2 separate regions of the Acanthopagrus latus genome follow, and region 2 is linked to region 1. Evidence: chromatin contacts called from public Hi-C data. All regions are on one chromosome and are shown on one strand. Each heading gives the region's core, a stretch centred on a gene start, on an enhancer-like site or on the middle of the called end of the contact. The rest is flanking DNA. Distances are from core to core; before and after follow the strand shown.

Region 1 (4,237 bases), core at 901-3,400:
GTTTTGGTAAGTGATGCGTGTCAAGCTACATCCACATGAATTCCAGGACTAAAGGTTTCCCAGCAGGTCATTGCACCATAAGGAGATGAGCAATAAGTACTACACCCGTTTTGTTTATTTTAATGTTGTGACTGATTGGTGTGAAAGCCAGTTGAAACTTGGATGTGGTGTGTCGTAAATGCAGAAAATACTTAATGCGTGGAAATGCATTGTACTGAATTTTGCTGTCACATTTCTCCCCCTTTTCTTTCTTTCTTTTTTACCTTTTTACCTTTTCATTTTATTTTGTCTCCTATTCTGGATGATGTAATTCGTAGAGTCTTCCCTTTCATCTCCTAAAGATCCAGCACAGTGAGGTAGTCACTTGTGAGGGTCAACAGGTATGGTGTAGTATTGGTGTTGTTTGTAAGCAGTTTGTTGGCACCTGGTTTAATGCTATTACTGCTCTTCCTCTAAAATCAAAGCTGGTTTAATGCTAGTACTGCTATTACTCATAAAATTAGAGCTTTAGCTTGTGTTTGCCTACGGCCATTAATTAGGAAAGGCTACGTGTGGCGAGTCCAGTGATTTCAAACACCAATGAGCACTAAGGATGTTTTCTGCGCAGTCTATATCTCCTGTCATAGATTGATTTTTCTCCTCCCCTTGTCTTTGTTTCACTATTTTGTATTTTTATATTTTTTCACAGTTTGAGAGCCAGTCTTCATATGCACAAGCACTTGAACCCCAGCTGTCCTCAGAAGAACGGAAGCAGAAATGGGAGCAAGGTCAGGCAGACTACATGGGAATGGACTCATTTGACAACATCAAGAGAAAGCTTGACAGTTTCCTTAAATAGAGAAGCGATGCAGCCGGATATCGACAGAGTACTTGCAGTTTAACAAAACCATCACCACGCGTCTCTCAAGAAGATACTGTAAAACAGGTTTTCCTTCGTACCTGTTTCTCAACTAGAAATGAGTTGAGTCTCTCCTTCCACCAGCACTACCCTCGCCATACTCCAAAGACGGCGCCGTTTAAATGGGAAATAAAAAGTTAAATATCAAACGGCGTTAATTGTCTATGCAAGACTGTCATTATTCAGTGACCCGCCACGGGTGTCTGATCTGTTACACTGTGAAGAAAAATCAAAAGATTTATCATACGATTAAATTTTTTTGCAATACATTTTTTAAATTTTTTTTTTTTTTTTGCAGATTTTTTTTTTTTTTTTTCATGTCAGTGCTCTTCTTGTAAAAAGGGAGGTGGCAACAAGAGTTGAACTGGCATTTTGTATCTGTGTCTCAGATTAGCAGTCACTTACATAAACATTCTCTCCTTTTTTTTCTTTTTTACAATGCAGTCACTTAGTAATCTTCTGAGCATTAATGTTCTTTTCTCAGAAGTGTTTTGCTCTTGAATTAAAACAGTCTCATAGATATATATTTAAAAAAAAAAACATGTTTACAGCACTTCTAAAGGCCATGGTATGGTCAGTTAGCCATACATATATACTAGATCCTTCGTGCCTTAGTGTCTTGCTCTCTCTATTGCCATCATCCTATCTGTACTTGACTAGCAGCTTTTTCTGTAGGTGATGAGATTTTTTTCCTTGTGTTTTACTTGACCAGCATGTTGACTGTACCACAAAATCTTTCATCTGGTATAATAAAACCATCTTCAAAGTTTTGGATTTACTTGGATGCTTTTTGTTTACTTTTTTTTCTTGGTAGAACTGTTTCCACTAGCGTACGCTCTTCTATAGTTGTGGGTAAAATTAGTTTTTTTAAAAAAAAAATTAGGTTGTGTTATGTATTTAGTATTATTCTTTTACAGAGGATTGAGATTGATTATATTGATATACTCAAGAAAATTGACGGGTGGGCCATGGGAGTAAGTGAATACATATAACCGGATTAATTAGGATTTAATTAGGAAAAAGTTAATTAGTCTTGTAGAGTTACAGGCAAAAATATGTAATTAGATTAAGTAAAATAGAGGATTAGTAACAGGCTTACAATTTCGTTTTAATGAACACTTGAGTTCGTTAAATTTCGGTTCTTTTAAGTATATTTTCTATTTTAACGCGGATTTAAGCGAAACCGGAAGTGTTCCGGAGGGATACTTCTCTCTTTGTTCTTCTTCGTGGGTTTCTGGAAACGTCTCCAGAACCAAGAGGAAAAAGGGAAAAGGCGAGAAGTGTTCCCGCCGGACACTTCCGGTTTCGTCCCGGGGACAGCCAGACTAGACTTTCATGACGTCCACTAAACTTTTGAGAAATATACTACAGTAATTCAACACTTTGTATTTTTCATTAGGAGCTAACTGAAACAAACGTAACGGCTGGATACAGGCGAGGCTGGGTCAAGATAAACACGTTTTGCATGGAAAGTAACGGATGAACGTAACAAGTCAACACCGTTAACTACCGTTAAGTGCTTGCTAACTCGCTAAGCTAACTCAACTATTCCAAGCTTATGTTTAACTCGAACAAAAAAAAAACTGATAAAGGTGTAATAACCAGTTTTCAGAGGGTTACTTCACATTCATTCCGTTAACTTGAACGCAGCCCGGGGGATTTTTGGTGATGTGATCCGGGGGGCGTGCCGTGACCCCGGCTGTGGGTGATACAGACCGCTCCGCCAGGAAAGTAAACACACCATTCCGTCAAGATGGCCCCGCTCTCCGTGTTCCGAGTGGCGCTCCTGGTGTCGTTCTCCGTGCTCCTGACTGTCGTGCTGGGTTTGGGACTGCCTGCCCTGCTGAACGCGGCGATGAGGATGTTGGGGTTACCGGAGACGAGCGTCACCGAGTGCATAGTTATGCTGTATTCACTTTTCGTGCTGTACGTTGCGACGCCCCGAATTCCCAGAGGACTGGTGGAGGTAACGTTACAGTGGACTTCATTTCTGGCACTATAATGAACTCATGTCCTGTGTAGGTCCCATTGTGTTGTCACATTAGGCATTTTAGAAGAAGGCAAATGTCACAGCAACATCCATACAGCTGAGACTAGAGGGGTTAACGCTACAACAGGTTTTAATGCATTTTAGATAATGAAACTGCTGCCAGTGGAGCAATGCTGTCTGGATTTTTCATTACAAACCTTACATGTGTATTTTCTTTGAGAATGTTTTTATTTGATCACACTTTACAGGAATGCATTCAAGGTATTCTGTTGTCTTTTGTACATATTTTCACAGCTTTATATATCACTTTAGGAGAAGCCTTTACTATGTTGTTCCCCTCTCTGCAGGTGAAAGGGAAAGCTGTGCTGGTCACAGGTTGTGACTGTGGATTTGGACATGCGCTTGCAAAACATCTGCACAAACTCGGCTTCACGGTCTTCGCCGGATGTCTCCTCAAGGTATGGATAAGATGTAAAGCGAGCGCCCCATTAGACGCAACAACCCCGATGAAATTCAGAATATTCAATATTTGGACAAGGGGCCGCTCTCAAGTTCACAGTCTGCAACTGCATGTCCCATCAGAAAGAGATTAAAGGTGCACTGTGTGGTTTTGGAGAATAACGATGCATAGTCGCTTAAACAAAGCCACGAAATGAACTGTCTTTGTTTTCACAACTGCACAAACTGACCTTGGAGGACAGCACAGTTTGATACCGTTTTACTTTGTTGATATGTGGTGGACTCTGCCACCTTTTTTGCTTAAAACAGTGTTCTGGGGACCGTTATTTTCCTTTTGATTTATTCAAAATTTGAATTTCTTCTCCCAGACTACACAGTGCCCCTTTAAATCTGGTGTTTTTCATCTTAATGTCATGTGTTGGTGAGGAGAAGTGTCGTCCTTGCAGGACAAAGGCGGAGAGGGTGCAAAGGAACTGGAGGAATTTCATTCGGATCGCATGAAAGTAGTCCAGCTGGACGTGTGCAGCGACGAGCAGGTGAACCAGGCCGTGGAATATATCAAAGACAACCTGGCTGACTCAGAAAAGGGTAACTAACTCCTGTATTCACTAACTCAGATTAAAGGTCAGTGTATGTGCTCATTCACAAACTCTTCCCACCCGTCTCTGACAATCTTTCACTGGTCATGACCCAGGTCTGTGGGCTGTGGTGAACAACGCTGGCGTGTCGACCTTCGGGGAAGTCGAGTTTACGTCCATGGACACCTACAAGCAGGTGTCAGAGGTCAACCTGTGGGGCACCATCAGGGTCACCAAGGCTGTTCTGCCGTTAATCCGAAGGGCCAAAGGTCAGAAGCTAGAATATTGCTGTATATTACATGTTGAATCTTT
Region 2 (4,058 bases), core at 544-3,043, 180 kb after region 1:
GCCTGAAACAAAACAATCATTACATCTACAGTGTGAGGCCCATAAAGCTAAATATTGTGTATACAGTTCATTTCAAATGCAGCTTAACTTCTTAGCAGATGCAGTTCTGCTGCAGCATGTGTCCGGGGGCAGCCTGGTTGGGGTCGGTGTGGTCGACGAGGTCACGAGGGAGCAGATCTTCCTGCTGCTCCCACTTGATCCCAGAGAGTCAGCAGGTTTTGGAATTCCTGGGTGGAGACGAACCTCCACAACACTTGTTTTCTCGCTGGCTGTCTGCTGCCGACTCCTGAGCCCCAGCCAGTTGAGATCTAATTTAAGAACGGAGGACCTTTTAAAAGAAGCAGTAAAAAAATAATTGTTTAATTGCAGTGCTGCAGTGTGGAGCGATATTTTGAATGGGGCGTTCAAAGTGGGGCACCGACTTTAAAGAGGGTTTGCACTAACCGAGGCCTTTTGGATCTTCAGCTCTTTGCGGTCAAGCAACTTCAAACATTTCCAGTACAGTGTGCCAGATTTATGATCTGTTTATGGCCATTTCTTTGTTTCTGGGTGTGATGATTTATTAGTTGACAGCTCTTTGAATGCAAAAAGGGGATAAATCGAGAGCACAAAACTAAAAGTGAGTATATGTTTACATCCCTCCAGAAGTGTCCTTGAGCAACACACTCAAACACTAAGGCTGCAAGGAGTACTGTTTTGTACCTAATCTTGCAAGGTTAATTAACACGCCTCGTGGAAATCCTATTCCAGTGTTCCTATGTGTTCCTTAAAGGAACAGTTCACCCCCAAAAAAATTAAATTCAATCATTATTTACTCATTCTATAGCTACTGGACAGTTGGGGATAGTTCTAATCAATACAACATTTCTGGAGCTTCACAGCAAAACAGCATCGCAGCATTCTCCTAAACAACTAATGTAGATTTGTTTAAAATATTTTAAAAAAAAAAACAACAACCTAATAATAAAACATGAAATGGCTCCATGCAGCTCATCCAGTGTAATACATGTCTCTGGAAGGCCAGAGATCTGTTATACAAGGGTGTAAATAACATTTTCTTTTTTCAAATGAATTCAGGCTCTTAAAGTTTTGGGAGACTTGGATTATGGCAATTTATGTTTTATTTTATTTTATAAATTTCTTAACAAGTCCCCATCTCCTAAATTTGCTTATGAGAATGCTGCATCACATGGATAATGACCAAGTTTTCATTTATGGTTGAACTTTAAAATGATAAAACCAAACGTGCACAGCGTTCTGCCTTTAACTAACACTAGCAATTTTTGGACCTTTGGAAGCCTAAAAATATGCTGATGCTTGTTTTCGATTAACATTGTTTGTACAGTTCAACAGCTCTTGTTTGTCACGCACTGCTGAAAATATGGACTGTGGCTTGTGTGTCCACTAATCGTGTACTTGAGATAATTTACAGATGTTTAGGCGTTAATTATTACTCCAATAGACACATTTCTCCAAAATGATGACACATTTCCCCTGTGTTGTTTAGAAATTCTCCTGAACAAACTCAACAACACACTGTGAACATGTACAGTACATCAGCTCTTGGCAGCACAGCAGCACATTACCAGCAGTCATCTGCTCTGACCTGATGTTGTAAATTAGTTAATCAGTGTCTCTCACAGAATGCTGTCAAAGCAAAAACCAAAAGCTGCATCTTATTGATGTTATCTTAAAGATGTTGAATGCAAAATCCAAATGGTGAATGTTTCTGCATTTCAAAATAAAAGAAGCGAATGCAGCCTGTGTCAGTAACCAGAGTCGTTGATTTACGTCCCGTTGTCTGCCACCATAGACATTTTCATAACTCATTTTACATAAATGAGGTAATGAGGAAGAAAAGGGACTTTGCTCACAGCCTGTGCACGTCTTGTGATTCTGCGGAAGTGCTTCTCATTGTCACAGGGAACAGACGCTGACTGACATCTTTCAGGTAACGATTCTACTCAGAATTGTCTTTATATAGTCCATAACCTTCAGGAAACTTTGTTTTTTATGAGTAATTATTGTGTTATTTTGCATGGCACTTAAATGGCATGACTTTGTACATTTGTTGCTACATCTCATTGATTAACAGCTGTGAATCATCGATGTTATAATACTCGATTTCTACAAGCGAAGCTTTACGAGTAGATCAAACTGTCACTTCTGGATTTAAGATGATAATTAAAACAGTATGTTTTGCTGTGTTTAAATACTTAACAGACTACGAGCTCCAGTTTGTTGATCCTCTACAGAGAGTGTCTGTATATTAGGTGATTATTTGGAAAATGTCTGCTGCTGAGACGTCATTGGCCATGGAATGGGAGAACAACCTGAGGCGCACCCAGTCACTGAGGAGCATCACCTCGTCATGTGACCAGCCCACCTGGACGGGGGCAGGGCTGCGGGGCAAGACCACGTCTGTGTCCCAGCTGGTTGCCAGGTGAAGAAAACATCTTCCTCGCTCTTTTTACATTTGTGACAATTAAAACACACAGTGCGCTATAACTTTAAAGGGTAACGCTGCAGATTTTACACACAGTTCAACTGCATATGTGAATAGAGCAGTATAAAGCTTTTTGTGGCTCCAGAAGAAGCTGGATGTAATCGGATAAACTGCATCCAGTGATGTGACTCAGTGGCTAGTTGCATTGTGGGAAATTAAGGCATCAGGTTTTGGATTAAAAATGGGGATACCTCTGGTTCTGTTGGATCAATTTTTCATTACTTGTTTTAAAACTGGCCAAAATGAGTCCAAGGAGTGCAGTGGTGAACCAGTGGATGACTGCATTACCCATAATGCAACTTGGCCACTGAATGACAACAATGGAGGAAATCTATCAGATTACATGCAGCTTCCCCAGGAGCCACAAAATGTTTTATACAACTTTTTTTACATACAGGATAGTATACAGGATAGTACTCCTGTACACATGCTTTAATGCGTAAAATTGGCGGAGTTACCCTTTAATATGGCTTTTGTGTATGTAAAAAGGTATCAAACAACAGTGGAAGTGAACACATCCATTGAAGAAACAATGGTAAGTAAAAGAACATTTAAAGAAAACTCTCTGACTTTACATGACGTACATGTGGACAAAATATGGGGAACTTTATCTTTTTTATCTCGCTGTCAGATGACTCCATCTCTCTCGGAGAGTCCAGAGATTCGTCTGGAGGTTCTGATAATGAGAAACGAAGAGAAGGAACGGTCTCGAGCCAAAGCGGGTTTGGTCCGCAGTAAGTCAGTGGGGAGCCTTCAAAGCAGCACTGTGTCCATCGAGGCCCTGAAGGCTGTGTTCGAGTCGAAGGTGCAAAACAACACCAAGAGCAGTTTCAGAGCCTCGAGTTCCACATCACCCTACAAGTCAGCAGATTTCATGCCGGTGATGAACGGAGAGGCTGAAGAGGTAGAGAGGCCTGCACAGAAAGTGAAGACCCAAATTCCTGCTGAGGCTCCTGTTGATGATGCGAAGGAGGAACGCGAGACCAAGAAGGTACATAGATTTGATCAGAATCCAAAATATTGACCTGTAAACCTGCTTTTACTAATATGATCATCAGAAAACATCAGTGGGAAAAAATTCAAGCATGTAAGTGTTAAACATTAAAAAGTTAACTAACAGCATCTACGGAATGTAGATGAAGAAGATATCACAGTTTTGATGTTAAGATGTCTATGTACTGTTGCAGAGATATCTACTGAGGTTAGCATGCTAACCAGCTAGCCGTGGTCCAGCGCCAAACCTGAACTAGCAGTGTAACTGAGCTAACTAGCTAACAACAGTAACAGCTGGCGGTTACACTGATGTGCAGCCCCCTTTTATGTTTTGAGCATGAATTCTTACATATTGCACCTTTAACTCACATTGCTTTGTTATGTAGTGTTCGTCTGTCTATGAAGACACCTGTCAATCATCTTGTGACTCGGCAGATTCACTTTCAACTCATATTTCCCTTGTTTTTATTTAATCCGCCATCCGACACAGACAGACAAAGGTCTACTGAGGAGAAGTGACGGTGCATTTCTCTCTCTCTAGGTGGTGCATCAGGCTCCG

Evidence for each region. A called contact is a pair of places that touch in the nucleus more often than the background predicts.
Region 2: a contact with region 1 is called in a Hi-C map of muscle, with 2.1 times the contacts expected there. The contact joins the promoter of LOC119008306 here to the promoter of bdh1 in region 1. A contact is called at or near these places in 2 of 4 Hi-C or Micro-C datasets (both in muscle).

The regions. Positions count from the first base shown.
Region 1 is chr19:18,228,217-18,232,453 of fAcaLat1.1, forward strand. bdh1 (D-beta-hydroxybutyrate dehydrogenase, mitochondrial) reads left to right here and starts at 2,151. Exons shown (of 6, transcript XM_037079154.1): 1 at 2,151-2,864; 2 at 3,236-3,346; 3 at 3,794-3,935; 4 at 4,042-4,194. The coding sequence starts at 2,652. It overlaps gyg1b (glycogenin-1b), which reads left to right. Exons shown (of 8, transcript XM_037079158.1): 7 at 318-380; 8 at 689-1,676. The coding sequence ends at 838.
Region 2 is chr19:18,410,662-18,414,719 of fAcaLat1.1, forward strand. It overlaps LOC119008306 (LIM domain-containing protein), which reads left to right and starts at 1,794. Exons shown (of 9, transcript XM_037078412.1): 1 at 1,794-1,951; 2 at 2,224-2,443; 3 at 2,996-3,497; 4 at 4,041-4,058. The coding sequence starts at 2,289.